Linked DNA regions of Anas platyrhynchos: region 2 is linked to region 1. Evidence: chromatin contacts called from public Hi-C data. All regions are on one chromosome and are shown on one strand. Each heading gives the region's core, a stretch centred on a gene start, on an enhancer-like site or on the middle of the called end of the contact. The rest is flanking DNA. Distances are from core to core; before and after follow the strand shown. Region 1 holds the start of SEMA5B (semaphorin 5B). Region 2 overlaps SEC22A (SEC22 homolog A, vesicle trafficking protein).

Region 1 (4,677 bases), core at 1,012-3,511:
GCTTTTCTAACACCACTGCCGCTGCGGAGCCACGGTCTAGGGATCAAGCGGGGACAAGCGCTGCCGCCCAGTCTCTGGATGATGAGGCCAGAATGGAGATTTTCCTCCCCATCTGCCCTACACCCAGCGAGGTCTAGCTGGGTGCCCAGTTGAGCGGAGTCGAGCAGCGCCGTGCAGCCCGCCCAGCCACGCCAAATTGATTTCCTGCAGATCAACGCAGCCTGCCCTGCTTCGGCAGGCAAATGCAACACCGGCTGCAATTCGGGGGCTGTCTCGGGGTGACCTGACCCACCACAAGCCCAGCTCCGCTGTCCTCATCCCCCCCAAATCCCTATTTTACACCCGGGCTCAGCAGCGAGCTTCTGCTACCCACCCCACAGCCCCATACCCTGGCCCAGCTGCGCCTGGGGGCTGTGCCCCATTTCACCCAGCCCTCCCAGCACCCTGCAGGCAGCGAGGTGCCCCCCACTGCCCCGGAGCCCCCTTTTTTTCCCCGCTAGCCCTGGGCAGGGGGCTCCGGGCCGGGCGGCAGTCGCGGCTGCAGGCGCATCGGGAGGCACCAGCAGCACCTAGCGGTGAGAGCCGGCCCGGCCCGGCCCGCCCTGCCCAGCTTTAGGGTTTGGAGGTGGGAAAAGTTGGTGGGTACAGCTCACTGGGAGCACAGCGCCCCGATTTTAACTTAGCACTTCTTTTTTTTGAAGAAGCAGGATTGTACTATTTTGCATCTGATGGCTGCTACTGAAAGGAGTCAGTGGTTTCCCGGGTGGGGCAGAGGTTTGGAGAGGTCCTGCCGTGTGTCCCAATTACAGCAGCCAGACCCCAGAGGCCAAAAAACAGCCCAGGACTTTGCTGGTACCTTCACTCGGGGGTCTCTGAGCAATGCACATGGCCAGCAGGACTGCCAGCTCTGCAGGGCAAAACAGCAAAACAGGAGCAGGGAAACGATGGGGGATTTTTGGGCAAACAATCTTTAATAGGAAAGCGCTCTCCAGAGATCTTTAAATGCTGACAGAGGGTGGGCACCCCCTTCCTTTACCTCGTTTCATGCTACTCACTGCTCGCTGCTCAGTGCCTAATTTGCAGGTCTCAGGAGGAAGAAAGGCAGAGCTTTGGGGGTCTTTTTGGGGTCCTGCCCCCGAGGCCTGGGTGAGCAAAGCACCCGCTCTGCAGCAGGACTGGGGAGGAAAAAAAAGAAAAGGGAAAATCCAGCACAGCCCTGCCACAGCAGTACCGACCTGCACCGCATCCTGCTCCCAACACTGTACGTCATTATTTAATTTACTAAATTGAAAGATATCATCCTGCTTATTAGGGAAACAGATGAGCTCAACAGTTATTTACTATTCACGTCGAAATTAATATGAATACCCCGAGAAGATGCTGTACCAACAAATCAGTGCGGGTTTTTCTGTAGAACTTCAGAAGAGATGGGGGTGAAAACAGAGGGCAGAGGAGATGCTGCCGTGCCCGGGGCTGCTTGCTCAGCACCCTTCAGGCTCTGCCCGGGTCGAGGCACATCCTTGTACCCGAGGTCTGGGCAGCACCCAGAGCCACGCTGTGTTCAGCCTGCACCCGCTCCCTGCCCTCAACTTTGCGGTGCGTGTTTTAACGTGGAAATCAGATGGAAAACATAAATTACGAATTGTCCATTTCGGGCAAACTGTATCCAAAAACGTGCTCCAGCATGAGGGGAAGCAGTGCTAGTTACCCGACTACAGAACTGAGAAATTAAGACGGGGCAAATAATCACGTCTGGGGTAACGAGCGCCTCTGTGCCGTGACTTTGACCTGGGGGAGCCCCCTGCCACCCCAGCCGGACCCCCGGCACGGTGCCGCTGGTTTTACAGAGCATCAGTGGCCGGCTCCGCGTGGGGAAGAAAAAACAATAATAAAAAAGTAAGATGAAATAAAATGAAATAACCCCCAGCTCATTATGCACGCACCCCCACGCAGCGCCATCGCGCAGGCCGCCCTGTCGGAGGCTCCGGCAGCGAAATAAAGAGCCCAGGCCCTCCGCCGGCAATTCCCCCCGGCCTCCAGAGGCACGGGGGACCGGAGCCCAAACTTTGACCCCCCCCCCAAAAAAAATATTTGGGGCCCCCTCCCACCGTCCGCCCTTCTCCCGCTGCAGCCCTCCCCGTGCCTGCCCTCGCCCCTTCCCCTCTCCTTCCCCCTCGCTCCGCGCCCCCTGCGCTGGGAGCCCCTCGGCTGCCACCGGGGAGAGCCGGAGCCGCCAGCCCCTAGCTCCCTCCTCCTCCTCCCCTACCTCCTCCTCCTCCTCCTCCGCCTCCTCCTCCTCCTCCTCCTCCCCCCGCTCTCCGATGGCAAGAGTTGGAGCCGCGCTGCTCGCAGCCGCCGGGAAGAGCCGGCGGAGCGCGGGGCAGGACCCGGGGCCCGACTTCGCGGCTCCCCGCATCGCCGCCGCCTCCTCCTCGCCTCGCATGGCCCGGGCCGGAGCTCCCTGAGCCCGGGGCCGTGGGGCTGAGCCGTGGGGCGAGCCGTGGGGCCAGCCGTGGGGCCAGCAGCCGCTCCCCGCCGGCCTCCAGCGGCAGCCGGAGCGCGATGTGCCGCTGAGCCCCGCAGCCGGAGCCCCGCCGACACCCCGTAAGCACCGCGCCGGGGCCGGGGGAGGGAGGTGGGAGAGCAAACTTCGTGCTGCGGAGGGGGAGAGGGGCCGGGGGGCACCCTGCGGGGCGTCGGGGCACCCTCCGAGGTGTGGGGACACCCTACGGGGCTTGGGGGACGCTGTGGGGTGTAAGGACACCCTGCGGAGCGCGGGGACACCCAGCGGGGTGTAGGGACACTCTGCGGGGCATGGGGACACTCTGTGGGGCACGGGGATACTCCGCAGGGTGTGGGGACACTGCAGAGCGTGGGGACACCCTACGGGGTTTAGGGACACTCTGCAGAGCGTGGGGACACCCTCCAGGGTGTGGGGACACCCCACGGGTGAATGCACACCCTGCAGGGCATTGAGACACCCTACGGGGTCCAGGGACCCCCTGCGGGGTGTAAGGGTGCGCTCCTGGCCCCACGCTGGGCTGGGCTGGTCTGGTAGTCCCGGAGCTAGGAGGTGGCCCCGGAGGTGGCTTCGTTCCTCTTTCTGTCCCCCTCTCCAGCACCTTCCCGGCTCTCCCGAAACCCGCTGAGCGGGGCTGCGAGGGAGGGAAGGGGTGCGGTGGTGGGGAGCCGGATGGCTTGGATGGAGGGATATTAAATTATTATTTTTTTTTTCAGATGGTAATTTGTCTTTGTGGTAGGGGTGGCCCATTAAATTTCAGCTCACGTCCTGATGGAGATCAAAAGCGAAGGGGAGAGGGAGAGGGAAGCAGAGAGCCTTGTGCAGCTCCTTCGCTCCGCGTATTGTTAGAAACTTGTGGGGCGGGGGGGGGGGGGGGGAGAAGGGGGATTCCCAGGAACAACCCTTGCGGATCCAGCTCCGACACCCACACCAAAAGTTGGAGATGTGTATTTTCCAACACTGCCATCTGCTCCGCGGTGCTGCCCAGGAGCGTGCTTGCTGCTACGCCTCGGAGGAAACAAACAAAAGGTGTGCTTGCCAAGTCGGTGCTCAACCTGGCTGCTCACGGGCGTTAGGCGGAGTGCAGGGGAGTATCTGTGTCCTGAAGGCTCGCTGTCCTCAGCTGGCTCAGGTTAGACTCTTTTAGATAATTTCCTGTCCTAAAACAAGGTCTCCAAACATGGTAGATGCCAAGTCCTGTTTTTTTTTTTTTTTTTTTTTTTTTTTTTTTTTTTTTTCTTCTTCTCTTCCTTCTTTTCCTTCTTCTTGAACTATTTATGTCTGGGTATATCGGTTTGGGATCATAGTAAAGTTTCATTTTTTGTTGTGCAAATGTGCCCTCTCATTACAGAAAATACTGCTCCTAAATTATAGTCTGAGCGGCAAGAGGTTAGCTCGCTTTGCCTCCGGATGGGTTCGGCGGTAGGCTGAGACCCCAAGCTGCCTGCACTGCGAATAAAATAGAGCCCAACTAGGCTAAAAGTTATAATGGGCTTTGATTCCCACTGCTGCTGGAGATCAGTGGAGATCCGGGGTGAGCGAAGGCAAGGAGGAGGAGTGCGAGGAGCTGGAACAAGCTACTCACACAGCAAAGTGCTCTTGATTATATGTGTGAGTTGTAAGCACCCAAGGGAGAAAACTGGTCATAAACTGCAGAGAAGAAGGCAATGGGGAAAAGAAAAAACCTGCTGGTGTTTAAGCAGATTACTCGGGATTTTTTAACAGAGGTTTTCTTTTCAAACAGCCACTCGAACCGTCCATATCTTTTTCCTTCATTTTTCTCTCCCTTTCGGGCTCAAACTTTTTCTGTTCAGACTGGGCTAAGCTGGCTGTGCACGAGGCAGGCTGCAGTAGGGGATCTTTGCGTTTTCAGTGCCGTGGAGGCAATTTCTCTCCCTTTATTTTTTCTTTTCCCCTCTCCCTGTATCTTGCCTCCTTTCCTCGAAGAGATTAAGTTTTTGTCCACCCCGCCAGCGACACGTTAATCCTGGAGTCAGGGGGGCTCAGCACATAGATGTTGGCTTTGTTCAGCCCCCAGCCCGTGGGACCGCTGGCGTTGGCAGTGGCTGCCCTCCCTGACCTCCCTCCCTCCCCGCACCGAGCTGGGGCAGCCGGCGAGGAGAAAAAGGAGCAAACTCCGGCCGGTGAAAAAGAAC
Region 2 (4,677 bases), core at 749-3,248, 150 kb before region 1:
TAGTTCCTACAGCCATCAGTACAACCCTATAGACCTGTTTAATGTTAGTAAATCTTTTTCACAGTAACATACACAAGGATTCTGTGCATAGAAAGAAACTGAAAGTCCATTGGGAGGGTAAGAGCAGAGTTCACATAAGCAAATAAATGCTTGAAGGTTACTTTTGTTTTTTTTTTTGTTTTGTTGTGTTTGAAAACAAGAAATCACTAGACAGTTTCTCTCATGTCGATCCTTTCAGAACAGAGTGAAATAAGCACTCTGTCTAAGAAGGTGTATTAAGAACAATTAAGAAAAAAAAAATGTGGCCAGATTCTCAACAGTTCCCATAATTTCTCAGAACTGTTTTAAAACAGTATCTATTCAAATTGTTTCATATGCTGGCATAAATTTTGAGAAAAGAGCAAGATGTTCACATAATCACTGCTGCCAAGTATCTAGGGAGGGAGTCAGACACCCACCTTCCACTGCCTTTGCAACTCACAGCCTTAACGAATGATGCATCACTCTCAAGAAGGATATTTAGATTATATGCAGCAAGTTTCACTAATAAAGGTCTGACCTCACAGACCATATTTGTGAAAATAAAACTGGCAAGACTCAGCTCATATAGCAAGAACTTCTAAGATAACAGTATAACTACAATGATGCAGAACTCCAAAATTCAGAAACATGATACAATACCTGCAGGAGACTTTCTATGGCATGAAAGCCACGAATTAAATTCAAAGCCCCACATAACAGACTAAGTACAAATGAGACGATCCCTGGCAGAGTGACAGGTTCCAGACGCTGATGAGGAGCTGCAAATCAAAAGATCAAAATAAAGATATTAGAAGTCAAAGCAGTATTTTAAGAAATATAGAAAAATATCAAATCTCATTTTTTCCAGTGTCTTCTATTTCAAGAGGTAACTGAAGCAAACCCCAAAACAAAATTTTGCTTCTTAAAGAAAAAACACTTTAAATATATCAACACAAGGTCTAGAAAGGAATTAAAGCATGTTTTTCTTCAATGCATAACTGTCTTATTATATTTAATCTAACTCAATATATCCAATTTATTCAGTAGGGTCCTGAAAGCCGCTTAAACGCACCAGGAAATCAATGGCAAATGATGCACTTGCTGCTGAAATTTGTCCACAATTAGTAGCCAGGTAATAAGTCACATACTTAAGAGCTCCTCTCACAATCTCCATTTTTCTTTAACTCTAATGCATTAGAAGAATTATCAAGACTTATTTAGCTTGCTCGCTGAATGGAACACTATGAGGCAAAGCCTATTACATTCCCCTAACTTAAAAAAAAATAGATACAGCCAACGAGTACTACTCCAAAGAAGACTGCTCTGAAACTACAGCTAATACTGATCTTACATCCTTGTACAGACCTTCCAGATACTGCTTAGAGGTCTCTCACAAAATATGTTAAAATTAAAACATATTTTCTTTGCACAGCAACTCCTTCAGGCTTATCTAGGGTCACAAGCACAGAACAGTTGCTTATGTTGCTCATTACTGTCCCTTTCCATAATTAATAAATATGAAAAAAACAATGAAAAACTCTAAACAGCCTAAGCAACACTGAGAAAACAACAGGACTACTGAACCATACTTAAATCGCTCTGTTCAAATCAACGAAGTGTAAAGATGTGAACAATGAGGTTAATGAACCGTAACATTAATAGAGAGAGGAGTGTCAATCCTGGTTGTATGCACTGAACAGATCCAGGAAAAAGGCTTTCCAGTTTATGAAGTTACAGAAACTAAACAAACAAAAAAAAAAGACAAAAGCTATTTCACACTGATAAGCAGGCAGGGCTGTCCGATTACTGGTGTGCAGTAACTTAAAATAAGTTCAGTTAGCTCATTTGTGCTATATTTAATAATGAACTTAGGGAAATACTACTAGAAACAACCACGCTGTTACGGTTATATATGGTATGTGCATACCATACAGCGAAGGAGAAACTTTCAAGCCTGGCCACCAGAGTGGGTAGTAAATATCCAGAGAGAGTTCTTTTCAAGGATGGAGAGAAGTGATGATAGCGAAGAATTATGCAAGTATTAGCACACTTGCTTAAAAAACAGTCACATTCACGACACTATTATTTAATAGCATCTGAAATTTGAAGAGCTAAAGGAGGAAAGTGCAAACCTCTCATAATGCACAGCCCTTGGATAGTGAGTTTCTACAGCAATTCAAGGAAGGGAATGGATAACTGAACAGAGAGATGCATGGAAAGGAACATACCTTTCAAAACAGCATGCAGTAGATGATTAAAGATACGTACAGTACTGCTTAAAAGATTCTACTCCTATAAACAATTTAAGTATCTTCACACTTATTTTCCTAATTTCCCAGAATTTCTAGTACTCTTAAATAGTAAATATTGAAATTGTAAGTTATTTCTACGCTGTTCAATAGCGCTTAGAATTCTCAGGATCAAGGCCCTGGCAGTACGGATAGGGCACCCTAACAATTCTGTTTCTCATTTTTAGTAGAAAGTAGTTCTGTCTCCTAAAGGAATCCTTAGGAATAAGCAATGTAATTAGGATGATACCACAGTAAAGAGATCCTATTAAAAATATATAAAAGCACAAAATTAAGCTGATTTCTTATATGAAAGACTTTAGCAAATGTTTAGCTTTAAAATAGCAATTTCCACCCTGACACTGTAAAGTGAATGGCAATGGTATGTGCCTGCCCGGGATAAGCAAGGATTTGGGAAGTTTCAAGTTTTCTGGCATACTGGGAAACATCTAAATGTGGGCCTCAAACCGATTCAGAGCATTCACTTGATACCACAAGCCTTAAACCCTGCTCAAGTTTTACCCCAGTTAAAAACCACACAATGCCACATGTACCTCCTACACATGGTAAATTAAAGATTAAAAAAAAAAATTAAAAAATCAAGACCACTTAAATGAATGAATGAATGAACGTGACAAGTTTATATGAAATCGCTATCACTGACCTCATACACAAAGCACTTATTTTAGAGAATAGCTCTTTCAGACACCACAGCTCTTTGGAACTTTACCTTCACAGATGCTTCCTAAAGCAATGCCCCTCTCTCCAGCTGCTCTAACTCATAGCACTGATCTTAGCTTTTGTCACTGGATCTCACTGGGCAGAAACAATCAAAATTTTGATAAATATTAAGAGGTTGAAAAAAAAAAGGATTATGTTAAGTGCTCGTCCTGTTTTGCTTATTTTCATGTGGTTAGTTTTCCCTTCAATAGCCTGTCCATTAAATAGGCCCTTTTCTCTCTCTGAGTGCCTTGCAAAGAGGAACATTTAGAGCATAGAACACGACATCTAAACTAAAGGACGTTATCTCATGGCAATTTTATGCTTTAAGAACATCACAGTGAAAAACTTTTTTTTTTTTTTTTTTTTTTTTTAAGAAATAATGTCAAAAGAAAGATTAATTCTACCACTCTGCTTCTGTGACATTTAAGGATACAAATATGAAAGTCGGAAACTTACCTGCAGATATCTTACCAGTCCCCTTATACTCTGCTGCAGATAGATGTGCAAATCCATTAGCTGAGCCAAGTTCTGACAGGGAAATTTGATAAGGTGGCCTCAGTTTGATTTCTGTCTGCATGTCAGCAAGATTCATCTTTGTTGACAAAGAACGTGTGTTGTTGTATCTCTGTTTGGTCCTCTGAATGAAATTATCTGTGTAAAATTTAAAAGAAAAGTTATAACCCTATGGACTTTGGTTAATTAAGTAATCTTAAACCATGCAGCTTTATGTACTACATACTTCACAAATTTAAATACACTGTTTGAAATGATTACATTTATCTTGGAACATTCTAATGCCATTTCTGTTTTGTGGCTAATATATCGTGTGCTACTTTATTCTGCAGTCAAAAAAATCTAGCTCTAGAAATCTAATTACTTAATAACTGTGAATAAACTAATGACTTTTCACTGCATGAGACTGAATGAACTGCTAATACAATGGATTTACTGCACTTATTTTGGCTTTGCTGAGAGGTTATTAAATATCCTTATGAAAAAATCAACTGCATTCAAGTATAAACGTACGTAGGTATGAAATGTGACTGCAAAATATTCTGACTGAGAAAATATAGTATCATATTATACAAATGTAAAGATTGCAGTAGAACTCTGTTCTATGTTAACAGCTAGTAAAACAAAGGCATAAAAAAGGGTTCAAAGACATATTTATAAGGAAGAAAAAGTCATACAAAAACGGTTAATAAAGAATTGACTGGATTACAGGAACTACCAAACAGTTATTTCTTTTATATTAGTTTTATATATAATTTCCTCTACAACTGCAGTTTGTTTTATTCTAATGCATTTTATAAGAATACTTAAAACAACTGTGTAGTATTAAAGCAACAGATTAATAGAATCCATAACAGCTGTTATCTGGTGTACATGAGATTAGCTGTATTTGGAGCTTGCATAACAGAGGACTAAATGCCTCAGTATATCCTAAGACAAATAAAAATCTCTCCCTTTCATGTACTGAACAAAAACTGCTGAACACCTAAGAGCCAACATGAAATTGCAGTCTAGTAGACTAATGTGCAAAGAAGTTTTTGGTTGTGTGTTTGTTTTTTTTTTTATTGACCGTAAAGAGTTAATTAAGATTCTAAATCCACCTGACGTACAGCAATAAACTGCCTTGTATAGT

What was found. A called contact is a pair of places that touch in the nucleus more often than the background predicts.
Region 2: a contact with region 1 is called in a Hi-C map of skeletal muscle, with 2.5 times the contacts expected there. The contact joins the enhancer-like site here to the promoter of SEMA5B in region 1. A contact is called at or near these places in 3 of 8 Hi-C or Micro-C datasets (F1 follicle, skeletal muscle and subcutaneous adipose tissue).

Annotation. Positions count from the first base shown.
Region 1 is chr7:15,261,406-15,266,082 of IASCAAS_PekinDuck_T2T, reverse strand. It overlaps SEMA5B (semaphorin 5B), which reads left to right and starts at 2,261. Exons shown (of 25, transcript XM_038181972.2): 1 at 2,261-2,604.
Region 2 is chr7:15,406,987-15,411,663 of IASCAAS_PekinDuck_T2T, reverse strand. SEC22A (SEC22 homolog A, vesicle trafficking protein) reads right to left here. Exons shown (of 8, transcript XM_027462148.3): 5 at 3,489-3,683; 6 at 682-800. Among named protein-coding and RNA genes, the nearest start is that of SEC22A, 9.1 kb to the right of the region's middle. Within about 2 kb of position 1,998, at least 1 of the 8 cell types and tissues checked has an H3K27ac peak or open chromatin away from gene starts, as enhancers often do. A contact at or near this core is called in F1 follicle, where this site is marked.